2 separate regions of the Drosophila melanogaster genome follow, and region 2 is linked to region 1. A link is a contact called in public Hi-C data. All regions are on one chromosome and are shown on one strand. The core of a region is the stretch at or near the end of the contact, and the rest is flanking DNA. Distances in the headings are between cores, read along the strand shown.

Region 1 (7,039 bases), core at 285-2,784:
CACATGATGTCTGATATGGTGATACGGATCCATGAGGGGTAGCTTTTGCTGTGGATGCTGTCTACAACGACATGCCAACCTTTGCCCCGTTTGATGTGATATGTGATGAGATTAGACTTTATACTTAACTGAAAAGGTTGAGAAAGGACCATGGTTAGAAACAAAAGAATTAGTGTGTAAGTCATCTTATAAGTAAAGGATTCAATACGCTTCTGTTCTTTATAAACCTCTTATTTTATATCAAAATTCCGTACGTCTAAAGAACTGAAATCGGACTTCTAAAACCACAATCAACTTTCTGTAACTTGTTATATCCTCATGATCACGGATATAGATAAAAGCAACAATAGTGGCAACTTTTAAAATTGCCATTTGTTCATTGTTTGCTTTTGTAACCGAAAACAATTGGCCGAGAGATTAGCCATTGTATAGCGTTTGGGCCAATTTGAAGAAAGGGTGGCCCAAATCGCGGATGTAGTGGCATCTGCGGAGCTTTGATTGCGATGCACACGGCGCTCGAAAACAAAGGTTTTCGAAACGAAATTGCTGTGAGAGTTTGTTAGTCAATTCTTATTCGGCTTTTTGTTTGCTGGCCGCGCAGGTTGCTGCTTTTGTTTTTTAATTTTTGTTTTTTTTTTTTTGCTGGGTTTTTTTTGCTGCCCGCACTAACACACTTTCATTTTCCGCCACAACAAACACAATGCTGCCAATAAATTAAGGCAAACAAAAACAATCGGAGAGCGGGCGAAAATTCTCATGGGAGATTGAGTATGCGCTGCCTACGCGTCGGCGGAGTGTGCATGTGTGTGGGAGCCAAAGCTGCTACTGTACGTGAGAGCGATTGCTGAGCGTTTGCATGTGTGTGTGCGAGGGGGCGAGCGACACAGAAAAATAATAACAAAAAATGAAACGAAAATTGTAGGCGACGACATCCGAAGCGCGGATAAGCCATACACAACAATAATAATAGGAGCATTGCAAAATCAAAGCGTAGTAAATAAAACACACTTTGCACCACCCACACAGACAGCAGACGCACTAACACACTCGCACAGCCAGCAGATATGGGCGTGTTTGGTGCAGTTGAATGGTTTTTGCAGCCAGCAAGGGTCCTCCAGTGGCGGGGGGTGGGGAGTTGGTTGGGACTGTGTTTATGCCCCTGCACTTGCTAATTATACGCACTTTTTTTTTAGACGCAAGTAGTTTCCCAGCTGCCCTTTTTGCGTACACTGCTGCATAAAGAGATTCAAGCAGCCTGTGTGTGTATTGGTATTGTGGTGCGCATTGTTGGAATTTCTTTCACTCACACACACAAACACACATCTCGACGAGGAAAAGTGGCTGTTGCACTGCAGTTTTGTGAGCGCTTTTCGCTCTCAGCTGCGTGGCCGAGTGTGTAAGATGGTATTTCGAGTTGCTTTCATTTGGTGAATTAGTTTTTCGATTCGAGGGCGACCGTTTAATTTAGAAAAATTAAGTAGCTGAAAACTAAAAGTCCGACGCGTCTTACAGTGTGACCACACCGCTCAGTGATACCAGGTTTTCTATACTATCTATGACTATCGCTGAATTGCGGTATTTAAATACCGATTGGTTGGTATAGATTGTTCACTAAGTTCCTTTTTAATACGCTAGTGGCGCCACTTCTGTTTCAAAAAATACCCGCTGATCTGGGAATCGGTTATTTCTGCTTTATGTTTTTTAAAACATTTATTTATAGATGGCGCCTTGGTGATTTTTATTATTTTCATACATTACCGTTATCAATTTATAAATTGCAAACTTTTTAAAACAAAGTCAAGTTTGCCCCAGAAAATCGAAATGCTGTGTTTTTAAGGATTTTTCTTTATTTATAATCTAATGCAATTTCTTCCATTTCAAAAAGCGTACAATTCTGAGTTTCATCTTTAGAGTTCTTTTTATTAAACATGATTGTGCTCAACGATTTTCTTTCTTGTCTCTACTTTTTGCTTATTTATATTTTGAGTTACACTGATCTTTAGAAAGGGAAACGTATCGTTTAGTTTATGGTTATGCTAAATTAAAATAATTATATTTATATTTAGTAAAGAATCATTTTAAATATTTGGAATACATGAAAACCATTGAACTCTTAACTGAAATAATGTAAATGTCGTCTATCATGCAAATTTAAAACGAACTTACAACTATGCTTATGATTAAAACTTATTTTCTTAGATCGAGTTGATATAACTGCATATCTTTATTCAGCGAAACCTTTTTAAGCATTTGATAGAATACAAATTAAATAAAATAGATATACGGTTATTAAGACTTTGTACAGCACAAGAAAATAGGAGGGAAAAGGCACAGTAAAAATTTGGTTAAACAAAATACATTTTTGATATGCGTCTAATTGACTTTTGTGTAGACTAGAGATTTAAGAACGAATGTCTGCGATTAGCCTAGGTTTTTAACTCGAACGAGTTTAGATTTGCAGAAATACAAAGCAATTTGCACAATTGTTTTCACACTTCTTTGTTTAAACAGTTATTGTCAAAATTATATGCAGGCTTTAAATATTTTTTTTCCATCGCGATACATCGTCAAAATGCAGTTGTAATTTCCAGGAAAAGGGGCAGCAACGGCAGGTGGACATTATTTAGTTTTTATAAATATAGACTCATTTCACTTTACTCTAGTAAATATGTAAAGCATAATTGATTTGATAGATAGCGTTCAGGTGGAGGAGCGATAGGTACACACATATGTCAATGTTTTCATTTTCGATTCCATTTAATTATCCATTGGATAGAATGCACAAATATTACCATACGGAGTTTTCTACCAATATTATTTACACTTAAACTCTTTCAATGTGTATTATTCGAGGGATTTTATAAGCTATTCACTTGATTGTGTCCTTAGAAGTATAATATTTGTTAGCGATTCCTGTGTTTTACCGTACAAACAGTCGTTACCTCTGATATACATACATATTTGGATAATTTCCGATTGGGCATACCCAGTCGAAGAATGTGTAACGTATTAAATTCGGGGTTTGATTTGCGATTGTTATTCATTAAGTTCTCTACATGCATTTCTCTTTAAAATTACGTTCTTCCCGGATAGCTGTCGAAATTGATAATTGAATTATAACCTGCTAAAATCATGTTCAATTCGTATTTCTACGCCTAGAATGTTTCAATACATGTGTGTATGGGTCTGTGGCTTAAAACCTAAATTCTTGCGCTGCAGATACAAATGTATCTCGCGGAAACTGGGTCGACTCGACTCGTCGCGCTGCCAGCACTCGCACATCAGATCGTAAATCTCTCGCGGACAATTCGGAGGCATTGGCAAAAGTTCCTAGAAATACGAGGCAACATAATTCTTTGACCACATCAATAATTGTTTCTATAGCCACTCACATGCATTTTGTAGTCCCGATATATGAGGCCGATGTTTTCAATTACACTTTTGTCCGACAAATGCTCGTAGGGCTGCTCCCTGGCGAAAGTCAATATTTCCCACAGGGCAACCGCAAAGGACCACACATCCGATTTCGTTGTGAACTTGCCCTGCAAAGAGGTATTATCAAACCATGTTAGATAACAGATAGATCATTTAATTATTAGGAGATACACATATATAAAACCAAGGGAAATTGCAAAAAGTAAGTATATTTTTGAAGCGGTAAGTATTTGGTTGTCCCACATTCATTTTATCTTAGCTCCTTTTAGCTCCTGTTCATGTATCTAAAACCTTTTGCAGCCTTTCATTATACGCAACAGCGTTCCACAATCCGCCCCCTTATCAATTCCGATTTTTCCTGCAGTGCTATACACTCACTCGTTCGTTTATTTGGGCCCTGTTGAACGCCTCTGGAAACCTCTAAAAGCATCCTTTTCTCCCCAAACCACGCCGACTCGTACTCGTACTTGTATCTAGTCTTTCTGCCTCCCAGAGGCTCTTTGTTTTTATTTTTATCTGTCATATTGTGTGGGAATGTTTGTACGTACATACATACTATATTCATGTACATTTCGTTCCGTTTGCTTTTCGTAGTCTGGCCAAAAATCTGCTCCCGGTTTTCGTGTAGTTAATTAATTTAGTTGGTGCGGTTTTTGCTTGGGGATTTATAAAATATTTCACTCGGTTTTTGGTTACTTTTACGCTTTGCCAAATGTTTTTTTCTACTCACTGCTTTTGTTATAAAATTGCGTATGAAACGTTTTTTCGGTCAAAAAAAAAAAACACTCACGACATAAGACGAGTTGAGCACCCAATGGGTTAATGGACTCTGCATGTTTGTTAATTAACCAGCCGCCTAATTGGGGCTACATTTTACATTATTTTATTGATTTGATGTGGGCGTTGTATTATTATATAAAAAGAATAAATAGAGTCAATACAGAAACAAGGGTACATATTTCATAAAAGCTTGTTCGCCATGGAGAGGCATTAACCCAACGAAAAGGGTAATTCTGACCAAATATAATCATAAGGTATTAAAATTGACATTTAACAGCCGAAACTTTTAGGGCTTAATAACTATAGTTACAATTGAACTTTGAAATTTGTCATTGAACAAGTGATTTGTTGTCAGTCCTCTGTTTCATTAATTAAAATGGGGTTTACTAAGCCCGCCTTTGTCACATTTTAATTAGTATATATATATATGGATTTACTGTTTAAGGTTTCATATAAAGCTTCTAATACACAAAAAATATGATATATAAATGTCATTCTTGTTTATTGTTGCACATTTGGGTATGGGTATGTACTAACTAAGTTACTACTCACGCCTATAAAACGTTCAAAGTTATGTTATTAGTAATGCAGAACTTTGATTGGATTTTCACACAAAATATTCTAGTTTTGAATAGGTGTTTTTTGATATTACTTTATATATAATATAATATGATCTATATACTATAATATCTTACCAATAGGACGCTCTCCCAAGCCATCCAGCGAATGGGCATGGGCTGGCTCTGTCTGCCGGTGAAGCCCTCCAATTGGCAGTAGTCCGACGCGTAGGCCGAGCGGTTTATCACAGTGCCGATGGAGCAGACTTTGACGCACAGTTCGGGGCCAATGATGCAGCTCCTGGAAGGAAGCGGAGCACATGGCATGAGGGCAATTAAAAAATAAATACCAGAAAATAAATATTAGGCCAGAGAGCTAAAGCGCCCCAAAGATACTCGTGCAATGTCAAGGATTCCAAATATTTGCATTTGCTTAGACAAAAGAACGCCCCCAGTGTTCTCTACGTCCAGTTTGTTTTTCAAAGGAGTTGACTTTGGCTTGCAAATTAAAAATGACAGATTTAATGGAAAAAGTACGGAACAAGAATTTATAAATAGGTTTCATCCTTGTATGGCTTAGTGTGAAATTCACAAGTACTGCAATTTATCAGTTCTATAAAGTTGTTACTCAATAAAAATTAAATGCGTGAGTTCTAAGTGGAAAAAAGTCCTCTCTTTTCTGGAATTTGTATAAGTTCGAAGAAATACAGTTGCTAGGATATTTAAGTACCTATAGATACGTGTGGGTTTTCATGTCGAAATCAATAAGTGCTTCTTTCGCTCTAATCTGAGGAATCAACATCGAAACTAATTATCGACCTCTGAATAAGGAAGGTAGGGGCACCGCCCCTTAAGTGGAAGGCTAATCAAATATGCAAGGACCAAGTGGGCTGAAGGACTAAGCGCCCGACGCTTCAGGACTAATCTCCTGCAGCGGAGCATAAAGTGAGCCATAACCCATCAGCCGACCGGTCTGACAAGCATAATTTCCTGTCTCTCAATATTGAAAAAGGATATAAAGTCCTGTCATATTGCAAATAAAATGTAAGCTTGAAGTGCTAAGAGCGACGTCGTTGTCTTGACATGTAATGCGTTTAGCCCAAACAGCAAACCACATGTCGAGAAGGGGTCGAAAAGGGCAAGTTGCAACCCTCGCCTCGGATAGACAACTGTTTCTGATTTCGGCGCATTATAGATTTCCATTTCCAGGACGTGTCAACAGTTTGAACGAGTGCGAGTGCGACGACGACGAGTACGAGTATGAGGTGAGCTGAGTGAAAGGTTTAATTTTCCACAAACATGCGAAGGGGCGGCAACACTGGAATTGTGGGTCGCTGGCTGAGTGAGTAGTTAAGTAGGCTTGCCAGGGCTGTTTATGGATTGGCTTGGATTTCCATTCCATAGACAAGCACTGACAGTGACGTCGACACGTGTCGAGGCTTCTCCAGCTGAAAACCGAGACCAGTACGAATGTACACATTCATTACACGGTTCCGATTACTTCTGAAAAAGCAATATACTTCTGATCGATTACAGTTACTTTCTATAACATTTAATTTCATAAAAGTTAATAAATGTTTTCAAAACGTTGAGGGTATAGAATCATTAATCGAGTTGGCAGCACCGTGTAGTTTCACGTAGGGACGAAGCGCATTGAGCTGGGTGCAAAAACTTATGTATAGATTAAGCTTATATTTTTCATGAACGTTTTATGTAAAAAAGCCTTTTAAAGATAGCATACCCAAAATATTCATGAAAAACTGCAGGTTCACGCTGCAATTTTTCGCATAACAGCGAGATAAATTCAGTTTAAAGCAATTGTTCCCATGCGAGATACATATGCATATGTATATGATATGAATTGATTAATTGGAAAGCTTGTATCAATTTCCCTGGGACACTCCGGTCATTTTACCTACTTGCATGCAGTCGACATGCGGCAATTAATTAAAACATCAGCAGCAACACTTTGATGGTAATAGCCCACCCGTGCGACTAAAAGAGCCAAGTTACAGGAATCGAAAGCAAGCTTCGCCTGGGGACTTGGCCAACAATTTCACATGTCAACGCATGCAAAAATGAAACGGGGGCGGAACTATGTCACAAGGGGTTTGCAAACCTGATCAGGTGGAATGCTGAATGCAGGGGGTGTGCATTGTGGGTGCTGCTGCTGCCAATAAAGGTCAAATTAAGGGGTCGCAGCGGAAGGTCGCTGACTGCTGCGCATGCATTTAACCTCTGACATGGCGACGCGTTCAAATAAAATG
Region 2 (6,980 bases), core at 3,816-6,315, 3.3 Mb before region 1:
CATGGACCAATGGGCGTACCGCTTTGCGACCGAGCAACCCTCGTGCGATTCGACCGCTGGCAACTTAACTGTGCTGCGCAGAGCGGGCCCAGTTAGTCAGCCTTGCGCAGTCGATGCGAACGGACGCGTCGCTCCAGAGAAAAGTTGAGAAGAAGTACACAGTAGTAATAGACTATTGAGAAGGAAAACTATAGTGACCGCGTGTGAACTTGAAACTAACGATTACATAGACACATCAAAAATGGTTTTGAACGGCATGCCTATAACAATGCCAGTACCGATGCCAGTGCCCATGCCTGTGCCCAGTCCTCCGGCCACCAAGTCCCGGGTGGCGATCGACTGGGACATCAACGATTCCAAGATGCCGTCGGTGGGGGAGTTTGACGATTTCAATGACTGGTCCAACGGACATTGCCGGCTCATCTACTCCGTGCAGAGTGATGAGGCCAGGAAACATGCCAGCGGTTGGGCCATGCGAAACACCAACAACCACAACGTGAATATCCTAAAGAAGAGCTGCCTGGGAGTGCTCCTCTGCAGTGCCAAGTGCAAGTTGCCCAATGGAGCCAGTGTGCATCTGAGACCCGCCATTTGCGACAAGGCCAGAAGGAAGCAGCAGGGCAAACAGTGTCCCAATAGGTGGGTTTTTGACTAAACACAAAATCCAAGAATTGTCAAAACTAACTCGGTATTTTTATTTTTTTTTCTTGACAGAAATTGCAATGGTCGCTTGGAAATCCAGGCTTGCCGCGGCCACTGCGGCTATCCAGTGACCCACTTCTGGCGCAGGGACGGAAATGGAATCTATTTCCAGGCCAAGGGCACCCACGATCACCCCAGACCCGAAGCCAAGGGATCCACGGAAGCCAGGCGACTTTTGGCAGGAGGAAGACGTGTGCGAAGTTTGGCCGTAATGTTGGCCAGGGAATCGGCGCTGAGCGACAAGCTGAGTAGCCTGAGACCCACAAAACGGCAGGCCAAGACTCAGTCCATCCAGGAGAGCAAGCGCAGAAGGATGGGTGCTTCCGATGTGCTCGAAACCAAGCAGGAGTTAGTGGTGCCACCCACCACCTACCTGCCCACATCGACGCCCACACATAGCACCAACTTTAATCAATCTCAGGGTTCATATGTCCCAGCAGGACAAGGATCAGTGATCAGTCAGTGGAATAGAGAGATTCACTACGAAACGGAGGATCCATGCTATGCCAATGGAATGTACTCCTACGATATGCTCCACTCACCTCTCTCAGCGCATAGCTCCACGGGCAGTTATTACCAGGAGAACAAACCGCAGCAACTGCAGCACTCACAATACCAGCAGCAACTCTCACCGCAGCAACATGTACCAGTCAGCTATGATCCCAGCCAGCCAATCTCCTCCAGCCTTCAGTGCGGAATGCCTTCGTATGAAATATGCGACGATACGTCCAGTTTGACCAGCAGCTCGGGCTACTGTTCCGAGGATTATGGCTACTACAATGGATATCTACCCAACTCGCTGGACGTGAGCAATGGAAGCCAAAGCCAGAATCTTAGCCAGGATGCAAGTTTCTACACAACCAGCTCGGAGATCTTCAGTGTGTTTGAGTCAACTCTGAATGGCGGAGGGACCAGTGGCGTGGATCTCATCTACGACGAAGCAACCGCCTATCAGCAACATCAGCAACAGGGAACTTTTCCGCATCTCACCAATTATCAACAGGAGCCGCAGGATCAGATGCAGTCCGCCGACTACTACTACAGCAATACGGGAGTGGACAACTCGTGGAACATTCAAATGGACGCGACATATCACCCAGTCAACAGCACGGATCCCATCTATTGCTAGGGGATCGGGATAAGATCTCTCATCGCAACTACTATTACTGAGCCACTCAAGCGTTGTTCTAGTCCCTAGTTGATTGATTTCCATTCATGTTCCCATTGCTTGTTGGTCGTGTATTATTATATATTGAACGTTTCTAGTTTGTACTTTTGTACTTGTTTCCCAGCTATTCCAAAGTTTTAGAGCACGTAAGAGTAATAGTATTCTTAAGCACATAGAGTTTTAAGTCACATTTCCCACCTATTTATGAACTTTTTTGTAGTAATAAACATTTTTGAAAGAAAAACTTAATCGAAGCAGCCTTTTTTTGAGAATTGACACGTGTCAAGCAAGGGAGCTCGTAATCATTGTCAGTATAACATTACCAGCGGCAGGATATACAACTAGGGATTTTCCTCAACAACAAGTTTAAATTCGTTAGTCAACCAAAATCGTGTAACAATGGGTGCTTGTCGCCCTAGAAAATGTAGTGCAAATAACCGAACTATGGCAATTGTGAGTACTAAATAAAGGCCTAAACAAATAACAATGAATAAAACCAAATTTTGTATTGAGAAGCGTCGCCGTAGAGCTCTAGTTAACTTGCTATTTTTGCGCCGTCATTTGATTGGACAGGCACTTGGAATTACGAATCGGGAAACTCCAGACCTTAGGGTAAAATCGCGGCGACGCAATCGTAGAAGGAGAATGCAATTCAGAGTCCGTACACCAAGTGATAATGCAATGCGCTCAGTAAGGCATCATGGACAGAATCCAATCAGCCCAGGATCACGGCTACAACGAAATAATCCACTTTGGGGACACGCCGACATTATAACCACAGATAGAGCGTTGGAAGCTTTAAATGGACTTACTACAGGGAACAGGGAACCAAATGCATTGTCAGTAATGGTGCGATATACCAATGGGCGGTGTAAGTTGAGCTGTACTTATTGCTAATACAATGAAGTGCATAATTAATACTCTCTTATTAGATTATTTAAGCTTAGAGCCAAGTGGAAATCAGCAAAATGAGAACAATATCGTTCAAAATCCCAGTCGGAATGGTCAGAACCAACAGGTCGAAGACGGCAATGATCGGAATCTTCAACCGGCAGCTCAGGCAGCTGATGATGATAACAATATGACAAATTCAAATCCGGAGGTTCCAGATGTCGGAGGCAAATCAGAAGGATCAAGGGAATGCCCATGATTAGAATCAAGATAATAACGAAGAATATGATACTAACTCACATAGTATCAAGTTAATGTATAGTTTGGAAAGTTTTCCTTACTACACATATATACAATATTTTCATTACCAAAAGAGGTAAACAAAATTTTAAATTCCATTTTCAACGGCAATTAAATTCGGGGTCGATTAAACGGTTTACCCCCTGTCAGAGGCCACTCAAAAATTTGGTTATTGTTTCTGATCTTTTTTCAAGCCGATTATAAATAATTAAAAGTATAAAAAAAAAAAAAAAACGGTCGCCCGAGGGAAGGGGTTGCAAGTAGTCACTACGGGCAAAGAGTACTCGACCCTAATGGGGGTTTGATATCGACCATAAACAAAACGCCCATTAGTTGTCATGTTGGATGGAAAGTGTGCCGCTGACGCGTGCGACCTTCAAGGATATTCGCACACTCGCCAAGCTGCAGGAGAAATGAGAAATGAGGAATGACTTTGTTTCAAAGGATATTTGCATACATAATTCGAGTGCGGCTGCGCCGAACCCTTGCCCAAATGAAAACATTTAAAATGTTTTGATTTCATTTATGTTAATTTCCAGCCATAAATCACAACCGACCGTGTGCTTCCTGTCGCATCCTGCAACAATATTTGTCCTTGCTGTTTGATTAGCCCTTAGCCCGAACCCTCACTCGCATGCAAATGAGAACTCTGTGGAGTCGCTGGCTTTGCTGCTCATTTGGTGTTATCCTTGGGTGCCGAGGGGAGGAATCGGAGATCGCAAAGGTATTATGCAAATTAACTGATGCTGATCCCATTGTTGCCGGTGTAATTCAATATTCGCGTGAATAAGTGCGCGAATATAGGATATCTAATCTGAGGTTTCGCAAATTCACATTTGCAATTCCAGAGACTAATTTCGAATGCAAATGCTATACGGTGGCAATTTGTTAATGCAGATTTTCGCAAACTAATGAAACTCAAATAGAGGTCTCAATTTATGGTTAGATGCCATATATGGTTATATTCAAAATATAATTATCCTATGTAGTATTACATTTATTTATTTAAAATCAGTTTAAAATTTGCAAAATTTGTAAAATACATTATTGTAGCTTTGTGGATAATGGTTCTTCTGCCAATTGTTATCCATTTGATAAGCCCGCTGATTGGAAAAGGTCAGGTCACTTATGCAGCCATCTACCAGCATTTGACTGACGGACTTTTGCAGTTGACATAAACCGACGAACTCAAGTGTGACTTTTTTGACTCTTCACACATCATAGACGGATCAGCGGAGAAATCAAGACCGCAGCTGCAGCTTCGGGGAAAAACGATTAACTATTTACTTTATAGTACACGCCACATGAAACGCCTGCGTCAAAGGCCACAAAGGCGTGTTGCCACAATAAAGCGCCTGGCGAAATCTCATCCGAACCTATTTAGCAGTGGCCACTTGAAAGGACAATGGCATCGCATCAAATGAGGCGCGCTTAATGTGGCTTCAATGAGTCCTGGACTCGAACTCGGAGATCCGAGGAAGCGACCTGAAAAATGCGAGTGACATGCGTGTCCCGCAAATTGTGCGGCCTGTTAATGGTTCGACCTCGAGTTGTGGGGTGGGTCAGCGTGACAGATTCCCAAAAACAATGTCGTTGAAATATTGTATTGTAAACCGGGTCGAGTTATTGTAAAACTCTGGTATTATATACGATTTATAATTTTGTGTTCTCTTAAAAAAATGAAAGATAACAATAAAAAGGTGATCTACAGAAATCGCTTAAACTAAAAATTACTTGCAGTCTAAAACAAGTACGAAATTATGTTTTATGCGTAAAACATAATAGAATGCCCATATATATATACATTTCTTCATTTTTCTTTTTTGTACTTTTCTTTTATACTTTAAAATTAAAAGTTGCTACAATAGTAACACTAGTTATGATCTCCTGCGCCACCTAGTTAAAAAAAAAACGACACTAGCGACACCTGGTGGATGAGTTTGTACTGTGTGCGGTATTTAGGCTAGTGCTAAAATTTAGAAAATACTTATGGTAGTATATTTTATTGGTACGAACGCGGTCACACTGGGGATGTGCAACAAGTAGAAATTGCCGCATAGTTTTTTATAGCGAATCGCGAACACATAACTAACGGTGCATGATCAAAGTTCGTTAAAAATTAAAACAAATAGTTATCGTAAGCAAAAAGTGACTATCTTATAAGATCGAACTGAGAGCAATGTCGGCAACGAGGTTTTTGAGTGCCGTTGGCCAAATTTCGCGACAGCAATTGCTGCAGAATAAGTGCACCAGAGGTGGGTTAATTAGAAGTTCTGCTATGAAAAGGGAAAGTGCAAATTGCAGGCCATAATTCTTCTACATTGGAATTTGGCCCCTTGGAAATGGGCAGTACTCTAGCGGTATCTCTGTCTCTCTCCCGTTCCCGTGTTAGCTGAATCTCCCCCGATGCCGCATAACTGGACTTTGAACTTTGTACTCTCCCTTGACGTATAGCTTCTGTCTCTCGCTTTCTGATTTCCGATTTCGAGTGCCGTGAGATAATGTGCACTAATCGCAAACAACAATCTCTTAACCCCACGCAGCCCTGCCCATTTCGGCCCAGCTTCTCCAGAGGCGCCGCCTAATGTCCACGAATCCCGCACCGGTTGCCAACAAGCATCTCCACACCAAGGTGGTCAATGGAGTGCTTGTGATCAAGATCGACTCACCCAATGCCAAGGTGAATTCCCTGGGCTCCGAAGTGAGCGATGAGTTCGAGCGAGTGATTAAGGACCTGGAGACGAATCCTGCCGTCAATTCCGCCGTGCTGATCTCGGGCAAACCGGGCTGCTTTGTGGCCGGAGCCGACATCGGGATGCTGGAAGCATGCCAGACGGCGGAGGAGGCCACGCTGATCTCCCACGGCGCCCAGGTGATGTTCGATCGCATGGAGCGCAGCAAGAAGCCCATTGTGGCCGCCATCAGCGGAGTCTGTCTGGGTGGTGGTCTGGAACTCGCCCTTGCCTGCCATTACCGCATTGCCACCAAGGACAGCAAGACCAAACTGGGTCTGCCCGAGGTCATGCTGGGTCTCCTGCCCGGCGGCGGTGGCACCGTCCGCCTGCCCAAGCTTACATCCGTGCCCACGGCTCTGGATATGGAGCTGACAGGCAAACAGGTGCGCGCCGATCGCGCCAAACGACTGGGCATCGTGGATCTGTTGGTGGATCCCCTAGGTCCTGGACTCCAGCCTGCTGAGCAAAACACTATCGAGTACCTGGAGAAGACCGCCGTGCAGGTCGCCAACGATCTGGCTAGTGGTAAACTTCGCGTAAGAAATACTAGTTAATCCCTTAAAGTCTTCATCATTAATTTGTTTTCCACCGTATCCACACAGGTAAATCGCGAGAAAAGCGGTCTCGTCAGCAAGATCCAGTCCTTCGTCATGGACACCGACTTTGTGAAGAACAAGATTTTCGACACTGCCAGGAAACAGGTGCTCAAGGCCTCGAACGGTCTCTATCCCGCTCCTCTGAAGGTTCGATATTGAACAAGCAATTCTCATATTTGTAAGTAACCTATAACTTCAAACAGATTCTCGATGTGATCCGTGCTGGCGTGGATAAGGGAACCGATGCCGGTTACGAGGCGGAGCGCAAGGGCTTCGGCGAGCTATCGGCCACGCCCGAGTCGAAGGGTTTGATTGCCCTGTTCCGTGGACAAACGGAGTGCAAGAAGAACCGATTTGGCAAGCCAGAGCGTCCGGTTAAGACTGTGGGTGTGCTGGGAGCTGGTCTGATGGGCGCCGGTATTGTACAGGTCTCCGTCGATAAGGGATATCAGGTGGTGATGAAGGATGCCACCGAAGCCGGCCTGGCTCGTGGTATTGGACAAGTGCAGAAGGGTTTGGAGACGGCTGTGAAGCGCAAGCGAATCTCTGCACTGGAGCGCGATCAGACTCTTGCCAGTCTGCGGCCCA

Evidence for each region. A called contact is a pair of places that touch in the nucleus more often than the background predicts.
Region 2: a contact with region 1 is called in a Hi-C map of the Kc167 cell line, with 2.8 times the contacts expected there. The contact joins the promoter of Mtpalpha here to the promoter of PDZ-GEF in region 1.

What each region holds. Positions count from the first base shown.
Region 1 is chr2L:6,318,262-6,325,300 of dm6, reverse strand. It overlaps PDZ-GEF (PDZ domain-containing guanine nucleotide exchange factor), which reads right to left and starts at 1,534. Exons shown (of 8, transcript NM_001273197.1): 1 at 1,308-1,534; 2 at 4-128. The coding sequence starts at 33. It overlaps Ddr (Discoidin domain receptor), which reads right to left. Exons shown (of 17, transcript NM_001298737.1): 15 at 4,911-5,073; 16 at 3,393-3,542; 17 at 1,835-3,330. The coding sequence ends at 3,166.
Region 2 is chr2L:9,574,854-9,581,833 of dm6, reverse strand. Mtpalpha (Mitochondrial trifunctional protein alpha subunit) reads left to right here and starts at 5,065. Exons shown (of 5, transcript NM_164860.2): 1 at 5,065-5,316; 2 at 5,454-6,332; 3 at 6,399-6,539; 4 at 6,596-6,980. The coding sequence starts at 5,646. It overlaps CG31709, which reads left to right and starts at 2,196. Exons shown (of 3, transcript NM_001298853.1): 1 at 2,196-2,323; 2 at 2,387-2,741; 3 at 2,803-3,714. The coding sequence starts at 2,270. The coding sequence ends at 3,020. It overlaps gcm (glial cells missing), which reads left to right and starts at 89. Exons shown (of 2, transcript NM_001273363.1): 1 at 89-639; 2 at 715-2,336. The coding sequence starts at 242. The coding sequence ends at 1,831.